Linked DNA regions of Mus musculus: regions 1, 2, 3, 5 and 6 are each linked to region 4. The links are chromatin contacts, called in public Hi-C, HiChIP or PLAC-seq and promoter capture Hi-C maps. All regions are on one chromosome and are shown on one strand. The core of a region is the stretch at or near the end of the contact, and the rest is flanking DNA. Distances in the headings are between cores, read along the strand shown.

Region 1 (2,759 bases), core at 50-2,549, 1.5 Mb before region 4:
GTCACTAAATAAGTATTCAGTTTCTCTATACAAGATAGGGCCTCTTGTGCATACTGAATATTTTTACATAACATATACACATTTGTCTATATACAAGTAACAATACTTATATTTTTTCCAAACCTCATATTTTGTCTCTCTACCTAAAAGACTTTATTTTCCTGTTTCACGGGGATTAACATTTGAAATGTAAAAAAAATAAATTCACCAATTAAAGATAAAGCCACAGTTACCACAGAGAAAGGAGCCTCGCTTGAGGAAAGGCCTCCATGAAGTACAGCTGTAAGGCATTTTCTCAATTAGTGATCAAGGTGGGAGGGCCTAGCACATTAAGGGCAGTGACGTCCCTGGACTGCTATTTCAGGGTTCCTATAAGGAAAGCAAGCTGAGAAACACAGGAGAAGCAAGCTAGTAAGTAACATCCCTCCATGGACTCTGCATCACCTCCTGCCTCCTAAGCTGCTTGAGTTCCATTCCTGACATTTTTTAGTGATGAACAGGAATGTGGAAGTGTAAGCTGAATAAATCTTTTCCTCTCCCTGCAAAAGTTACAGAGTTTCATTTTATTTATGCATTTATTTATGTATTTATGTATGTCATATATATATGACACACACCACACCACAAATAAATACATAAATACATAATACATAAATACAATATATATAATACATTAAATACATAAATACTATATATATGTGTGTATATATATATATATATACATACATATATATATTATATATATAAATTGGAAAGAGAGTCTTCTCTCATACAATACATCCTGACTACAGTTTTCCCTCCCTCCACTCCTTAAGCTCCCTGCCCACCTATTCTCTTTCCCAGATTCAATACCCCACCATTTCTCTTCATAAAGGTGCAGGCCTCCAAGAGAAAACCAAACAGGACAAAACATGGTACAATAAGACAGGTCAGAGGTCCTTACATCAAGGCTGGACAAGGCAACCAGTAAGAGAAAAAAGATTCTGAGGGCAGGCAAACTAGGCAGAGACACACAAATCCCACTATTAGGAGTTCCACAAAACCACCATGCTAACAGCCTTAACGTGTATACAAAAGATCTAGTGCAGACCCATGGAGGCCCTGAGCTTCCACTTCAGTCTCTGGGTGACCCTATGAGCCCTGCTTAGTTGATTCAGTGTGGCATATTCTCTTGATGTCCTCAGTCCCCTCTGACTGCTAAATCTTTATCTTCCTTTTCTCTGACCTCCTAGAGGAGGAACTGGATAAAGACCCCCAACTTAGACATCCTCGCATAATGTATGACTGTGTCTCTATGCCCGCTCTATCTGCTGCTAGAATAAGCCTGTCTGAGGATGACTAGACAAGGCACCAGTCTATGAATACAACAGAATATCATTAGGGACTCATAAACGCAGTCAAATTCTCTGAGTTCTGGTGGGGTGGACAGGAGATCAATAACCCTACAAACATAAATCAAGAAACCATTAAGTATGTTTTTAGTGTGGGAATTTGAGAACAGAGGTGAGGGTACCTATTCTCTGGAGATTTTATGGAGGAAAAATGAATTAACATAGTTGTAGAAATTTGGACATAAGCATAGAATTAGAGTCAAAACTAAATTGCCTAAGTTTTATGAGTTCAGAAAATCAGAAGAAAATAATTGTATAAATTAAATCACTTATCCCAGCAGTAAAAGTTTCATATTATCAAATTAAAATATAAAAAGCTGAGAATAATTTAATATGTTCTAAAAACGATATTTTAGCATATCCTTATAAAAATAAGACAGTAGCAAATAAAGGAGAATGCCCTAGGTATATTAAAACCAAAAAAAAAAAAAAAAAAAAAAAAAAAAGAAAAAAAAAGAAAAAAAAGAAAAAAGAAAAAGATTTACAAATGTTAGAAAAGACAAGGATGTCAGGTATGTTTTCTTAGGTTCCCGTTAGAGTAGTGTATATGATCAATGATTTTACAACTTTTAATATTACAAGTCTAGCCTTTTATAAAATATGATAGTCATAGAAATAAAAATTAGAAATGACAAATGTTTTCCTTTACTTGAAATTATATACAAGTTGTAGTGAAAATCCAATAGAAATATTGATCAGTTATGAAATTAACTGGAATTTTACAATGAATATTATTATAATCAGATGTATAAATTCTCTCCTTGAAGATTCATATTCAACATTTAAACGATCTAATGAAATCTTAGTTCATAACTGTATATATTTGAGTATATATTTGAGTCCCCCAATATGCTGAGGACTCATTTAATAATAATGTGAAGATGTTAGCTTTGGAAATCTAAGAAATGTGTACAAGGGGAATGAATGGACATGAAATATATAAGAATTTGTTGTAATTTGAATTAGCTACCCACAGTCTGACAATCAGCCAAATAGGAAGACGGTAGAATTTAATGTTCACCTGCAAATACTTGGGAAGAAGACTAAAGTGAACTGAGTGAAAGGCAGGTAGTGCTAGATCTCATCACTAAAGGATTTATTGTTTTAGTATAAATCAATGGTGTGCTTTCCATTTTGTTTACTCTGGCGAGATTTATACAAGAGGTGATTTCAGAGCATTGCCTGACAAAAATCAGGCATTTACAAAGACATTAAACATTAGAAAATTAATGTTCATTATGACATATAATCCTGAATATGATAGTGACTCATGTATAGTTAGTCTCTGAAAACTACCTCTTTTCATTTGGAAAAAGAATAGGTGATATTTTACTACATATATTTTCTGCATGAAACTTTGCAATGGAC
Region 2 (2,827 bases), core at 99-2,598, 1.7 Mb after region 4:
CTGGGAGCTGTGAAAAGTTGAATTTCATGGTTAAAGTTCTTAAACTTAAAACTCTTAGAAGATGACTACATTGAAAGACTACGTTCAGCATGTATCCAATGATCTGTTGCATAGTTAGATGGTCAGTCATCTTTGACTTTTCAATTCCTGCTGAATTTCTGAGCTTTCTCACCTCTTAGTCTCATTAGAAGAACGTAGCATTTGGTCATACGCAAATACTCTGCAACCCAGTGGGTCTACCTCTGAGGGTCTCTGGGTCACAAGGATGATTTAGCTGTCACAGGGAGGGCAGCATCGCCATCTCAGCTCTGTGTCCACCAATCTCGGTAAAGCCCAGAGGATCTTTCTCCATGTTTCTTCATGGTTTGATAAGGAAATGAGGCTTGGTGAACATTTAGTGAAAGTTGGGATTAAGGCTCATAGTCAGTATTTGAAGGCTCCAGGAACTGAACTGTGATCTACTGACTCAGAAATAAGGCCTTTCACATTATCTACCTGTAATTCGGAGGATGCAGAGAAAGAAAACAAAAGTGAATCCCCAGGTTAAGATGTAGCAAATGGCACCAAACATCCGTGGCTCAACTCTTGTCATGCATGCTAATTAATAAATAGCACCTCTGAATACAAGTTTCTTCCAGATTAACAGGAGAGGGTCCCTGATAAATACTGTTCACTGACAGCAACTCGTTTTTTATTTCAGAACCTTTTAAGGAAGTTTGCTTGTAAAGGCAAGTCATTTTCCTAGGCAATGTACCCAGGTCCTAAACGAACACTGACTTAACAGAACCCTGCCTGGCCCTCAGTCGGTTACCTTGTGCTGTTGAGAGTGGACGTTCTAAACAAAAAGCTTCAACAGAAATTAACAGCAACTACAATGATATAGCAACATCTCCCACGGCTAGTGGCGTTTCCTCTGGAAAGGGATGTGGAAAGGGAGGTTGAAATTTTTTCTTAATCTGAAAAGAATTCTGTCCCCCCACCTCTCTACCCCTGTCTGTCTCTCTCCCGTTTCTGAGTCCTCTTCTTCTGGGTTCGAGTGCATTCTGACCATTATGCTTAGGTGGAAAGTTGAAAGACAGCAAACCTGCTACAGCCACCCAGAGCTACTGACGGGTGGGCGAGCAAAGTTCTAGGGCTGAGCGTTCCTTTCTCAGCTCCTTGGCCAGGCAGGCGCTCGCGGCTACCTGCCCTGCTTGGCGCCGCACTGAAGATTCGCCGCGGCGGAACAGTTGAGTCTCCATCTGGCTACCAACCCACCCGAGCTTTCTTCTCCTCCATCACCACCTTCCTGCCTCCCCCTCCTCCCCCTCCTTTCCGTCTTCCCTCTCCACCCCCGCCCCCAATCTCCTCCTCTTTTTCTCACTACAAGCGGTTGCTGATGCTGAAGCCGAGCGTCACTTCGGCTCCCACGGCAGACATGGCGACATTGACAGTGGTCCAGCCGCTTACTCTGGACAGAGGTAAGGGAGCGGCTGGTCCGTCAGGCCACACAGTCCGCACCGCTTCGCCCTCCGCCCTGCCCAGTCCCACAGGGAAGGCAGGATGCGCTCGGGCAGGGGCAGCTGGGGGAGGAGGATCAGCCCAGGAGGGTTTCGCGCCCGGAGCAGGACACTTTCTTCCCCTCTCTCCTCTCCTGGTCCCCGCTGCCCCTTCTTGCTGCGCTCTCCGGGGCGTAGGTGCTTGCCAGGGCTCGAATGTTTCAGCTGACAGTCTCGGTCCCTCGCCGGGTCGCCTCCGGGCCCCGGCTTTGTTGGAGAGGATGCGCCGGGACCGCTGAGCGCTGGTGACTGGAGGTTGAAGAGGGGCAGAGAAAGCTCTCCCAGCCAGAGCTTGCTAAGGGACCAGTGGGGAAGCTAGCTGCCAACTGCCGGCGCGGGGACCCGAAGGGAGGAAGTTTGTCCCCGCGCTGGAGATGAGGGGTCTGTGCAGCTGTTGTGACTGGGAGATCGCCCCAGGGCGGCAGGGCGCTTGGCTGGGAAGCTGGGTGCAAAGCCGCGGGACTGCCTGGCTAGGGCGCTGCCCTCGGGCGAAAGGGCAGAGCAGAGCTCGGGCAACCTTCGCTGGCTCAGGGACACCGCATCCGGAGCCGAGCCGGCTTGGCTCCAGCTTCCCGCTCGGAGCTGCGGCTCTGGTCTTGGTACTCCCTCAGCCTGCAGTTCCAGGGAGGTAGCAACTCCTGTCTCCTGCTCCAGCAAACCTTGTTCTTCACCAGTCAAGTGTACCTCAGTGCCTGGGCTGCAGAAGGCGCGGAGACAAAGCGCAGGCTGGGTAACTGTTTAACTTCTAGCCTGTGACCTGTGCGTCCTACTCTTTGGCTGAAACGGAAAGAGCTTTTGCTCAAACCTTTCCAAACCTTTCCAAACCTTTCTCTAGGATCGGGCCCTGCTGAGTGCACCCGAGTAGTACCTGGCGGTGGATGGGAGTTTCCTTTCTGCCTCACCAGGTCCAGTTAGTTATTAGGGCTCCAGAGTCCCCAGCTCTGCAGAGAGAGGGCACCTCTAGCTCTGGGTCCGCAGCGGCGGGGCTTAGGACCCGGTGCAGTCATTTGAAAATGCTGTGCTCAGAAGAAAATGATTTAGTCCTTGTCCCTCTAAAATTTCTCTTTCTGGAGGATTAAACTAGCGGCCCAGCAAAGCAAAAAGAGCATCGTACAGCGAGCACAGTGGCAAAGCTGGTAAACTGTATTTGAGGTTCTTAATGTGGAGAGATCTCTGGTGACTTTAACTCAATCTGTTGGTGCCAGAACGGATATTATGCGGTGCCCATAGCAACCTTACTTAGGGTAAGAGTTGAAAAATAATTGATTTTTATGTTGGGAAATGTTCGT
Region 3 (2,997 bases), core at 372-2,871, 1.2 Mb before region 4:
ACTTATTCAAATAGAACAGTACTGACATTGCACAAATTTATACTGGAAGGTGAAATAACATTTCCAACAGTTTTGACAGATCCTAGTGCTCAGATAATAGAGTCCTCATTTTCATGGATAGTTTGATTGTTACTATTGTCAAGAAATACATGCTACAAAGCATAATTCTCACAATCTAAATCTTCGTTTTACCTGGAAAAAGCCATGTGACATAATCTAGATACTATGATTTATAGGAGAGGCTGCAAAAATTATCCATGAAAAAGCTTTTGCTTCCTTATAAAGAGGATGTTATTGGCTGAAACCTCAGCATTCCTTTTCCTTAAATGGAGTTATTTGCTGGACCTACAAAGATCAATATAAAAGTCTCATGCAAAAGCTTTGAGAATAGCAGATGCTTCTGTACTCAACTAGCCATAGATTACTTATGACTGTAACTAGTTTCTCATTAAAGGAGAGAAGAGAAAGTGAAGGCAATACCTCTTTTAGTTTGCTTAGATTACTAGTTATAGATTACCCTTAACAAAGAAACAGAAAAATATTTTAAGAAAATTTTGAAAATGTAAAAGTATTACCTGCTCTAATATTGTCACAATACATTCCTGAATTTCTCAGCCCTCTGATTGCAGCTTTTCACGCAGGCTACTGACAAGTAGCGATTATGAATCAATGGCCTCGATTATTGATTTTTAAAAGTAATTTGGTTTACATATTGAGACTAATGTTATTACGTTATTTCCCCACTCTCTTTTCTCCATACAAACTCTCCCATAGATGACTCTTAAACCTTTTTTTCAAATTATTCTTATCTTTTAACAGTAACTGTTTTTATAAATATATGTGTATGTTTTTCTTAAATATAGAAGCACAATCAGTCAGTCTGTACAAGCTTACTATTGTATATGTTTTCCAGGCTGACCACTGGGAATTGGATAACCAATTGATGTTTTCATCAATAGTGAAGACTATTTATTCCACTCCTAATATTCCTTGGTTGCCTACATTTCTTTATGTAGAGTTGAAGTCTTGTAGGCTACCATTGTCCAACTTAGAATGTCAATTATTGTCTTCCTTGTTCAGCTCATATAAAGGAGGTAATGTTGATGAGAAGTTTTATTTAACTATTTTTTTTAGAAAATTCACTCTAAAGTATTTACATGAGAAGAATAAATCTGTTGAGCATGATCAGTGCATATATATAAAGTATATATGTGCATATATATATATATATATATATATATATGTATATATGCATTATATATCATTTGTTTGCTATAAAACTAAGAAGAAATACAAAATGTGATATTAAAATTGATTAATATCCTAATAATTTAATTTTTGTGATTTCAGGAGTGATTACATGTCTATTATTATCATTCTTTCTTTTATTTTCCCTAAGTCATAATGGCTGAAGTGTCCATATATATATATATATATAAATGTTTAAAACATAATTTGAGTATCTGACATTATTTCTTTCTGTGTCCAGCTGCCAGATGATGGGTTTTCCAGATGTTCTCTTTGCCCTCACCTTGCAAAATCAGCTCCCCATCCCACCCCGTGCTACTTTAACAGATCCAAGAAGCAATTGCACTGCCTTTAGCTTCTCCATGCTGGGTCAGAGGTGCTCCATAAACCTTTGCATGGTCATTTTAATTTTATAGTTTTTATTGAGAGAGGGTCATAAAGCAGTCTAAACCATAAAAAATCAAAGGCTAACATTCCTGGGTTTTACAAAGGCATAGTTTCCATTACTTGAATACTTCAAGATCTGAATAAATTTATTGAATATGATATAACCCTGTTAAAATTCAGATCATTAAGCCAAGGCAAGAACAATTTCAAAAATTCCCTGAAATTTATAGAGAATTTCCACAGCAAACAGTATAGAAATACAATTTTTAAATAAGATCTTTATATTAAAGATTATGATGTCAAATTATAGTTTTAAATTGCTTTCTAAAAGGGTATATTAATAAAACATAATTTATTCTTCACCCTGAACAACAGGTTTTATTGTTCTGATTAAATTTTTGTTCCATAATATAGAAAGACAAAGAGATAGAATAAAGAACACTGAAAGCATAAACCTTTTCCTGAAATGCACACAGCCCCATCTCCTAGTACATTTACATCGTCTTCGGCATCTATGGTCTATGGATAATTAGAAGAGTAAGTCTGTGTAATTGGAATCGGTGGCCCACTATTAAAACATGCAATCAGGCAGCTTCACAGACTGATACCAACTCCTGTTAAACATGAAAACTATCCTTACACCAAATAATTTATATCTAATATAGAATATTCCTGCTATAAAATAAATTATGAATAACTTCTCAAGAAGCACATAATTACTTCTAGTGGGACTTCATATTTAAACATTTTAATCTTCATGACGTTTTCAATGAGTAAAATGAACAGATTAACATTACTGAGTTTATCTTCACAATTAAAATTTTATTGGATAATCTGTTGATGACCTCAAACTATGTTAAGGATCTTTTGAGAGATTTTTTTTTTTATTTCACACATTCTGTTTCTTAACATGTCAATAGATACATTGTTTCCTTCTTGGGAGTTTTTTCTTTCATATGAATTGTGAGTGATTATAAGGTGTTTCATTTTTCCAGATAGGACTATGAGTTTGATGAACATTTCTATGAACATATTTGAATATTTTTTTCTTTTATTTTCTTCCTATTGATCTCATTTAATTTCTATTATTTTTGCATACTCTATTGTACCTCCAATATAAATTCAGATACAAGGTCATTATTCTTTTTTTGTTTTCTTCTAAATATATGTGCCCAAAACAAATGTCTATGAATGTTTTTTGTCTTAAACTATACAACTTGAATCCACATGATTCTATTATATAGATTTTCTCTGCATATACTGTAGACATGATGCTTTGATATTTTTTGTTTCTTTTTCATAACTTTCACATATATTTATGGTAAATTTTAGTTATTCCCCATTTTATAGTCTCTGTTACCT
Region 4 (2,952 bases), core at 19-2,518:
TGCTTTTTCTTTCTTTCTTTCTTTCTTTCTTTCTTTTTTTTTTTTTTTTTTTTTTTTTTTTTTTTGCACCAAGGTATACCAAGGATTGTTATTGGAATTTTTACTTTGGCTGGTTGTTTGTTTAACGTGGGTTCATTAAACAGTCTTCCAAATTGCCTGGATTTCCGCAAAGAAACTTAAGCGCCTGCCAACCAGCAAGAAGCAAGCAAGAACCTGCTGCAAAGTAGGAGCGGAAACTCGTTCGGCCCGCCCAGCGCGCCTGCGTCCGTCCCGGCTGTTTGCTTTAGGTGTTACGGTTTCCGTGTCGCCTAAACCTTCAGGTGCAGATACCTGTCCCCCCAACCCCGCCCCCAAGACGCGCTTCAGCCTGACAGCAAGCAGTACCAGAGCCACCGAGGAGCCCCCACCCCACCCCCGTCGCACCGCAGCCATTGCCCCTTTCTCTCACCCACTTACCTGTCATCGTAGCAGAAATCAGCACTCAGGGTGTTGAGATACAAGGCGAGCCCCAGAGCGCTGCTCACCAACTCTGCAATCATCTCTCCACCGCCTTCCCTCCGGCTTGGCTCCCAGCGCGAGCGCAGCAGCGGCAACAAAAAACAGAAGCATCAATCCCCACCTTCCGCCGCCTTCTCCTCCTTGGCTGCACTTTTCCCCGGCTTCCCCGCCCGCCTCCTCGTCCTCCCTCCTCTCCTTCTTCCGATCCCGGGCTCCTCCTCGGGGCGCCGGGCTCCGCTGTTCCTGCGTGCTCCGGGGGTTGCGGGCTCACACCGCTCTCCCCATACCCGACAACCGCGAGAGGCAAGCGGCGATCGGCTTCACGCCCCCCGGCGGAGAATCGGGGCTTGTCCTTTTCCCGCGGCTCGCGGTCCCCACCCTAACCCATGGCACTTTGGGACGCCCTAAGGTAAAGGACTGCGGAGATAGAAGAGTGCAAGAGGGGGGACCAAAGGGCTGGACAGAGCGAGGATCTGGGACCAGCGGGAGGAAAGGAGAGACAGAGAGAGAGACCGAGAGAGAAAGGGGCGGGTGGGAGGGACGAGGCGAACCGCCTCCCTTCGCCGCCTCCCGGGCGCACGACTCCGGGGCCGTTCGCAGCAACTCGGCCGCCACCGCGGCTGCGGCACATTCACTCTTTATTGGTTCCCTCCCGGACCCCTCTCCAGTGAAGTGAGAAGCGGCGACTGGGGACTCCAAAAGCTCCCGCGTGGGGTTCTCGTCGCGGCCCCACGCGCCTGCGTGGCCAGCCCACCACCCTAAGCTAGCCCGGCCCCTTTCTCCACCCAGATCCTCCCCGCAGACTCCTCCCTGTCTACCCCCACTGGCTGGAGGCTCCGCCCACTCTTCTAGCTGCTCCAGCCTGGTACTCTGGCCCCACTCTCTTCTTCATCTTCCTTCACCTTCTTTTTGACTCTGGAAAGCCTCCCCCAAAGCCCAGGACAAAGATGACTTTTGGAAGATTGCCCAAAACGATAGCTAGAGTGTGCCCTGGGCTCTGGGAGATGGAGGAGAGAGGCGACAGGAGGAGTCAATGGTTTGCCCAGTGCTGCGGGGAGGCGCTTTGCACGCTCTAGATCGCAAGCCAAACGTCTAGTGCCAAGAGCTGTCAGGCAAAAGACTGGTCAGCTGGAGAGACTTCTCGGGACGCGGAGAGGTAGAACAGGTTTGCAGAGCGCTGGCAACCTCGGTTGACACTAAGGATCTATTGCCCCGCGCGCGCGCGATGCGTGAGCTGAATTGGGATGGAAGGGCCTGTTGAAGAGCCAGGGAAGCAGCGTTTAGGAGAGAGTTTTCCGAGGCCACGCCGTGACGGTCGACATTAATATTAGTGGAAAGACGCGTGCCCCGCAGTAAGATCATGAAAAGGGATCCAGGAAATGAAAGAGGAGAGGCAAGAAGGTAAGAAACACCCACGCGTTCCTCAGAAATTGCGTGGGGATGGGTGTCTTTAGTGGTTCAGGACTGTCAAGCTGACTCTGAGACTATAGAAGAGACCACGCTAATGCAACCCTCTACAACGGCATCCTTAAACCCAGCAGAGCGGAAAGCTAATGCCCTTTCCTTTCCGCCCGGATGCAAGACTGGATGGAAGGCATCCAACATGATGAAATACGGTGCAGAAGAATGGTCTGGGCAGAAGGAGCGCTGGGTACTAAAGTTGCATGACCAAAGAGATCCGAGAGCTGTCTGCCACACCCCCTTCCTGCCTGGTTCCCTTTCTGACTGCCCTGGTCGCTCCCTTGGACTATGATGAACACGACTGCAGCGCCCCCTGCTGTGGGGAAGCTACAGGGCACAGAAAACACGTCCTTGCAGGGCTGACTTCCAACTTCCCCTTTTGCACCTAACCAGCAAGCTCTTCAAAGATAATAAGGAAAGTGGACTCCCTGGGTATGTGGCAGCGATCTGAAAAGTTTGAACGCCTGCAGAATAAGGATGTCTGACTTCACAAAGAAATCGTTTGGAAACTGACAAATGTGTGTTCAACCTCCAACAGGCAAATTGTGATTTGATCAAAATATTATGAGCACGTAGGAAGTTCTCAAATAATATATTGAAGATGGTGATTCTTGTTCTTCAGTGCTCCCCGGTATAATGTATTTTTTAAAGTTTTTTTAAAAATCATACCAGTTGCTCCATTCGGATCCTCTCTGACCTTCTTCTGAGCTTATGTATTGATATTGGATCCTGGGGCACTGGGGGAAGAATAAATACTTAAGTCAGATACCTAGATTTGAGTATCAACTCAGCTATTAATTATTTGAGTAAGTTGGGGCCAATCACCTCCTTCACCCCTCACTTATAAATACTACTTTGGTTGGGTGAGTTTCCATGTAAATAAAGCATCCAGAGGGGGACTGGTAAGTGCAATAAGTTAGCTGTTATGATTTCCAACGTCATCCTTTTACTTCTTAACTAATACTTAGACATTCCTCTCTAAAATACATACCA
Region 5 (2,989 bases), core at 267-2,766, 1.1 Mb before region 4:
GAAAGTTGGTTCTACTGCCACTGAGTACGTGAGAAAAATTTAACATGTCTTTCAAAAGATACCCAGAGTCTCTATTTATGGTGGTTACTAACGTCTACCTGTTTCAAAATTACAGTCTTACAAAGCAGAGAAAGGAGGCTGTATAATCTACTGTGCATAAGATGTTGCAGAAGGGCAAGACAAGGGAAGGCATAGAGAAATATCCAAAAAACAAGATGCATTTCTAGAGTCTAACTCTAATGTAATATAGATTAATGGTATACACAGAAACAAAAATCTAAGAATGATTATTAAATAAATTCAATAAATCAAGAAAAATAATTAAAGGCAAACTGAATGCTAACAAATGCATAGAAAAATTTAGAAATGTAGACAGAAGTAGTAGAGCAGAAAATACAGTAAAAAGATAAATATTCAATAATAAATTTTGACAGAATTGCCAAGTGAAACAAAGGTTTAGTTCTCTCAAATGCAAATAGTTTGAAAGCATCCTATAAGAAGAGCAGAAAGGAAAAAATGAAGTGAAGAAGTAATTTATAAGAAATGAAGAGGTAGAAAATATTTCGTTACTATTAGAATTTCAGAAGTAGAAACGAGACTCCAGGGCTCAAAATATATTTAAAATTAGAGTGGGAGTATATTTTCAAGTCTTGGAAACGATACATAAATCCCGATTTTGGAAATCTAGTGGAACACACACAACCTGCTGACAACAAAAGTAAATGGATAATTTTGCAGTGAATTAAGGACACTTCTTTTCTTTTTTACCTATGAAATCCACACACTTGGCTAGCGGGTGAATGCAAGTATTTTCAGTGCCCATCATCATTAGAAGTAAATCTCCAACAAAGTGCAGTAACATTTCATACCCATGAGGATAAGGTGCTATCGAGTGTGTGGAGAAAAGGGAAAAGCTGAACGCTATTGACAGGGTTGTAAACTGGAATAGCTTTTAGACAAGGCAGCAGACAAAGTCCACTCAAATTAAAAATAGAAACCAAACGGCTCAGCCTTCATTTCCCAGAAAAAGCAGCCAGAGAATGTGAGCCTCTGAATTTCACTCTCTTGCTCACAACAGCATGGGTCACAACAGCAAAGACCTGGGAGGGACTTGTATATGCATCAATGACTTTATCACTGCAAAACCACGCGTGAAATAAACAACTTAAGAGGCTATTTAATTTGAGCTCATAGATTCAGCAAGTCCTGTCTGCTATGAAGATAGTGGAGAGCAGAGCAAAACGGAGAAATTAAAGTAGTTGTGAGCCAGAAAGTGAAGTCAAGGAAAAAATGACATTCGGGCAGACAGGAGTCTAGCATATCCCCTTCCCCTTGCACCTCGCCACCTCCTTTTTACCTCTCGAGACCTCTGGACCTTAGGAAGTTTCAGCCTTTATTTAATATGAGTCTTGTTCTCACAGTTAATTCCCTCTGGAAATGCCCTCATAGACATGCTCACAGGAATGACTCGTCGGCACCCTGGGTGCCTCTAAATCTTGATGACAGAAGAGATTATTTATGATAGTGTGAATGGTTAAAAGACAAAGGCTATAAGCACAATACGTTCAGGGAGATCGGCCATGTATCGCTGCTCAGTTACAGAAAGGGGAATGCATTTTTTTTCCGTTTGGCTGAATCCAAACGACACCGTGCTAAATGAAGCAAGCCGAACACAGAAAAGAAAAATAGTATATGACCTCACTCAATTTTAGAAACTAAGCAAGGTTGGATATATAGATACGGGAAGCAAAACAGCATTTGTCAGAAACAGGAAGGGAAAGACAATGAAGCAAGGTAGGTTAAGGGTACTGCTGCCTTGCAGTTTTATAAGAAAACTAAATAGAGAATGCTGATTACTACAAAGGGATAATGGTACAGTATTTTTTGTGGCAATATTTTTTTGAGTACAGTTGTTTTTACTCCATGTATGCCAAAAAACTAGAACTTTAAATGTGATTCATATAGTAATTTACTTATATATAGTAAATATCGAATGCATACATCAAAATGGGATTTCTTATACCTTAAAAGTCTTTGTCCTTTAAAAAAATAGAATAATAGTACAATGAGTTATGAATTAATCATTACAATTATTTGAAATCCTTTATACTCATGAGTTTACTGGTGTGAATTAGATTGTTAAGTGCTTTATGCTAGAAAGTACCTTTTATTTTAAATTTTTAATTTATTTTACATTACATCCCGACTATTGCCATCCCTCCCAGTCACCTTTCCCACAATCCTTCCCCTATTCTGCCGTCCCTTTTCCTCGAGATGGTATGTCCTCATACTGGGTACCCTACCCCCCCACACACACACCAGCTCATCAACTCTCTGCAGGGTTAGGTACATCCTATCCTACTGTGGCTCGACAAGACAGTCCAGCTAAAGAACATATCTGATGAACAATAACAGCTTTTGGGATATCCCCAGCTCCATTTGTTCAGGACCCACATGAAGACCAAGCTGCACATCTGCTACATATGATCAGAAAGACCTAGGTCCAATCTATATGATCTTTGATTGGTAGTTCACTCTCTAAGAGCTTTAAGGTTCCACATTCGTTGACTCTGATGGTTTTCGTGTGGAGGTCCTATACACTTCTGGCTACAATCCTTCCCCCTATTCTTCCATAGGAGTCCCCAAACTCCATCTTCTTTTGGCTGTGGGTGTCTGCATCCATTGGATTCAGTTGCTGGGTTAAGCCTCTCAGAGACTATGCTAGACTTCTGTCTGCAAGCATAACAAAGGTCACTAAAATAATGTCATGGAATGGCTTTTGCCCATGGGATGAATCTCAAGTTGGGCTGGTTATGAGTTCACCATTCCTTCAGTCTCTGCTACATCCCCTGGGCCTGGGCCTGCATTTCTTATAGATAGAATAAATTTTGAGTAGAAAATGTTGTGGGTAGATAGGTGTCCCTACAGAACCACTGGGGTTTCTACCTATTTACAGGAAGTGGCCTCTTCTGGTTCCTTATCATCAGTG
Region 6 (2,721 bases), core at 144-2,643, 1.8 Mb before region 4:
CTTCTCTTTAACAATTAAATAAAATTGAAAAATAGAAATAAAATAAAGTATAAAATCACAAGAAACCTACACTGAAACAAATACAAATGACATAAAAGCAGAATATTGGAAAGCAAAAGGACAAGCATAATTACAAAAGCAAAGGACTTCAGACTTAAATGATAAATTCACATTTCATTTTCCCTGAATTTCTTCTCTCCTATTACTGTTTATAGATCAGAAAACTGAACCAAAGCCAACAACAGCTTCAATTTCTTGTAGCAATAAAACACCTTATTTTGAAAATAATATTTTCAATTTTTTACCTTAAAGAAAATATTTATGTAAGAGTGAGTGTGGAACTTCTTAATTATATCTACTTTACAATAAAATCAATGTTTATTACTGTCTTATATTATGTGTTCAGTATTACCTTGATTGTAAAATCTTTGAAAATAAACTGTATGTGGGATTAATATTGCTTTAAAGTAAAAAAATCATAAAAATTAACAATCTCTATCTAATATATTTTTCTAGGGGATTTCTCAATGTTTCCTTAGCCATGAATCCAATGTTAACCTTTCAGAAGATGAAAGGGCTGAAAATAAGCGAATCTATGTGAGTGGAAAAGCAGAATGATCCTTATCGGTAGAAGACAGAGGGAGAAAGAGAATGTGATGAGGACAAAGGAAAGATCACAGATATATTAATCATAACAAATATTCTAGCCAGAAGGAAACATTGGAAATTAAGAACTAGTGATGGGTAAGCCTTTTAAGGTTTAAAGATGGGGGCTCAGATAACAAATGCTGCATTCTTGTGATTGTCTTAACCTTTCCCATAGAGGTTGAGATCAGATTGGAAACATGAGAGCAGCCTCTCTTGTAATGTATTTCTTTTTTCAGAGCCAGTCCAGCTGGAGATGCATAGAAGCATGAAAATGGAAAAGAAAACAAACAGAAATAAGCTAACTGAATTTCTGAACCATAAAAGAGGTTCATTTGGGTCTGAATAGGTGGAGGTCACTGTTTCCTCTGAACCGATTTGTTTCCTTGTTTCTGGAAAGAGCTCATTGTTGCTTTTTGTAAATGAGCTGTCATGGAAATATTTCATCATGTCTTCACAAAGAACTGGGGTTATTATTTTCCTTCCTGAGAAAGAATTTAAACATCATGATGAAATTATTCGAGAAAAGGGATCTGGTTTTGGATTAGAGTATCATGTTTGAAACAGAAAGTAATTAATGAGAAATTTCTCACAAATCGTGCAGACAGCAAAATGAATGTATTGTACTGTATTATTATCATCTCCGGAAACCTTTTAGGGGCAGAAGTCTGACAGAATGATGTACAGGGATCAATGTGCAAATTGCAGTATTACTGCTTTGATTCCACTTTCCTAAGAGAACCCTTGTAATTACAGAACCAATTATTTCAATCTGCAGTGATGCACAGAGGAAGTGTCCCCACGTTCACAAGGAAGCCTATTTCGAGGGTCAGGTAACAAAGCCATAGGCTAGGGAAGCAAAACCTTCGGAATATTTTAATTTCATATAAAGAACATCCCACAGATTTACATTGCACTAGAGATCAAGAAGGAAATTACATAGCAAGAATGCTCCTAATGTTAACACAAAAGAAAAAGAAAAAAGAAACGTCATTAAAAATTTTAACATACATATCCAAAACTTACATATGCCAGAAAATATACACAGATATCCAAAACACACACACACACACAGACACACTTTATAGAATAAGTATTGAAATCATCCACGGAACAGAGCTCAGATCTATGTAATTCAAAGCTCTATTGTTGCAAAGATGCCCCATAATCAAAACAACTTATAGCAGAAAGTTTATTAGGGTGTACAGGGTGAGAGACTGAGTCCATGACCACCATTCTGAGCAGCCTGGAAGCAGACAGAAAAGTGTAGCGCGGAGCAATAGATGAGAGTTCTCATTTTAAAATAAGACTGAGAGCTAACTTGGCAATGTGTGGAGGTTTTTCAAACATCAAAGTATATCTGCCAGTGACACTCTTCCTAGAACCAGACCATAGATCCTAATCCTAAATTGTTCTACCCACAGGGCAATAAGTATTCAAACATATGAACCTATGGAGGTTTTCTCATTTCACCCACCACAGCAATTAAATGAATTCAACATCTCAGTCTTAAAAATAGCAATTAATGGATGCACACAAGAGATCAACATTCAGAAATTAAGGGATTTCCATATATTAAGCACTGAAATGTCATTTGTGTTATACCAGTTCCTCCAGTGGACAAAGCATTGTCAGAGAAATTTTGGACAGAAAAGAATATCTCTTGCTAAGGCTGCCTGAGGAGTCTCTGTGGTGTTATTTAGACTACCGAGGGATCTCTGTATCTGCTCTGTATTGCTCTGTATGTTGCAAGAGAAAGCCTCTCTGTTGTTGTTTAGGTTAGGCACTGCTTCTAGGTCTCTGAGCCACCCATCTTCTGGTTCCTGGTCATTCAGGTACTGTCAGGCATGGGCTTGTTCTAGTGACATGGGCACTAAGTTGAGCTAGTCATTGGCTGGCCATTCCCACAAACTCTGAAACACTATTGCTGCACCACTTGTAAGCAGGATACATTGTGAGTAAAAGATTTTGTGCTTGGGTTGGTGTCCAAGGCTCACCACTGGATGTCTTGGCTGATTAAAGAGTGATAACCCATTTAGACTCCATAAGTTTCATTACTAGGAGTCCTTGCTAGGG

Evidence for each region. Promoter capture Hi-C pulls out the DNA fragments that hold promoters and counts their contacts. A called contact is a pair of places that touch in the nucleus more often than the background predicts. HiChIP or PLAC-seq counts read pairs in DNA pulled down with a chosen protein or histone mark.
Region 1: a contact with region 4 is called in an H3K4me3 HiChIP or PLAC-seq map of neural tube, with 9 times the contacts expected there. The contact joins the enhancer-like site here to the promoter of Tmtc2 in region 4. A contact is called at or near these places in 8 of 39 promoter capture datasets (the C10 cell line, cranial neural crest, frontonasal cranial neural crest and 5 more) and 5 of 115 datasets of contacts at active chromatin or transcription factors (astrocytes, embryonic hindbrain, embryonic limb bud and 2 more).
Region 2: a promoter capture Hi-C map of liver shows a contact between it and region 4, with 2.4 times the contacts expected there. The contact joins the promoter of Lin7a here to the promoter of Tmtc2 in region 4. A contact is called at or near these places in 2 of 39 promoter capture datasets (hippocampal neurons and liver).
Region 3: an H3K4me3 HiChIP or PLAC-seq map of embryonic limb bud shows a contact between it and region 4, with 6 times the contacts expected there. The contact joins the enhancer-like site here to the promoter of Tmtc2 in region 4. A contact is called at or near these places in 7 of 39 promoter capture datasets (the HPC-7 cell line, cranial neural crest, frontonasal cranial neural crest and 3 more) and 7 of 115 datasets of contacts at active chromatin or transcription factors (astrocytes, cardiomyocytes, embryonic forebrain and 4 more).
Region 5: a Hi-C map of cerebellum shows a contact between it and region 4, with 2.2 times the contacts expected there. The contact joins the enhancer-like site here to the promoter of Tmtc2 in region 4. A contact is called at or near these places in 9 of 39 promoter capture datasets (the 3T3-L1 cell line, the HPC-7 cell line, embryonic stem cells and 5 more), 3 of 484 Hi-C or Micro-C datasets (cerebellum and cerebral cortex), 7 of 115 datasets of contacts at active chromatin or transcription factors (astrocytes, craniofacial prominence, embryonic forebrain and 4 more) and 1 of 9 other capture datasets (liver).
Region 6: a contact with region 4 is called in a promoter capture Hi-C map of second pharyngeal arch cranial neural crest, with 10 times the contacts expected there. The contact joins the enhancer-like site here to the promoter of Tmtc2 in region 4. A contact is called at or near these places in 3 of 39 promoter capture datasets (cranial neural crest, frontonasal cranial neural crest and second pharyngeal arch cranial neural crest), 6 of 115 datasets of contacts at active chromatin or transcription factors (astrocytes, craniofacial prominence, embryonic limb bud and 3 more) and 1 of 9 other capture datasets (pancreatic islet).

What each region holds. Positions count from the first base shown.
Region 1 is chr10:104,096,737-104,099,495 of GRCm38.p6, forward strand. No RefSeq gene overlaps it. Among named protein-coding and RNA genes, the nearest start is that of Gm21293, 45 kb to the right of the region's middle. Within about 2 kb of position 1,300, at least 1 of the 459 cell types and tissues checked has an H3K27ac peak or open chromatin away from gene starts, as enhancers often do. A contact at or near this core is called in neural tube, where this site is marked.
Region 2 is chr10:107,270,483-107,273,309 of GRCm38.p6, forward strand. Lin7a (lin-7 homolog A (C. elegans)) reads left to right here and starts at 1,349. Exons shown (of 6, transcript NM_001039354.1): 1 at 1,349-1,460. The coding sequence starts at 1,379.
Region 3 is chr10:104,394,325-104,397,321 of GRCm38.p6, forward strand. No RefSeq gene overlaps it. Among named protein-coding and RNA genes, the nearest start is that of Gm22945, 75 kb to the right of the region's middle. Within about 2 kb of position 1,622, at least 1 of the 459 cell types and tissues checked has an H3K27ac peak or open chromatin away from gene starts, as enhancers often do. A contact at or near this core is called in embryonic limb bud, where this site is marked.
Region 4 is chr10:105,573,211-105,576,162 of GRCm38.p6, forward strand. It overlaps Tmtc2 (transmembrane and tetratricopeptide repeat containing 2), which reads right to left and starts at 1,269. Exons shown (of 12, transcript NM_177368.4): 1 at 457-1,269. The coding sequence starts at 539. It overlaps Gm15663 (predicted gene 15663), which reads left to right and starts at 1,341. Exons shown (of 3, transcript NR_038032.1): 1 at 1,341-2,477.
Region 5 is chr10:104,454,740-104,457,728 of GRCm38.p6, forward strand. No RefSeq gene overlaps it. Among named protein-coding and RNA genes, the nearest start is that of Gm22945, 15 kb to the right of the region's middle. Within about 2 kb of position 1,517, at least 9 of the 459 cell types and tissues checked have an H3K27ac peak or open chromatin away from gene starts, as enhancers often do. A contact at or near this core is called in cerebellum, liver and neural tube, where this site is marked.
Region 6 is chr10:103,730,803-103,733,523 of GRCm38.p6, forward strand. No RefSeq gene overlaps it. Among named protein-coding and RNA genes, the nearest start is that of Gm25143, 230 kb to the right of the region's middle. Within about 2 kb of position 1,394, at least 8 of the 459 cell types and tissues checked have an H3K27ac peak or open chromatin away from gene starts, as enhancers often do. A contact at or near this core is called in second pharyngeal arch cranial neural crest, where this site is marked.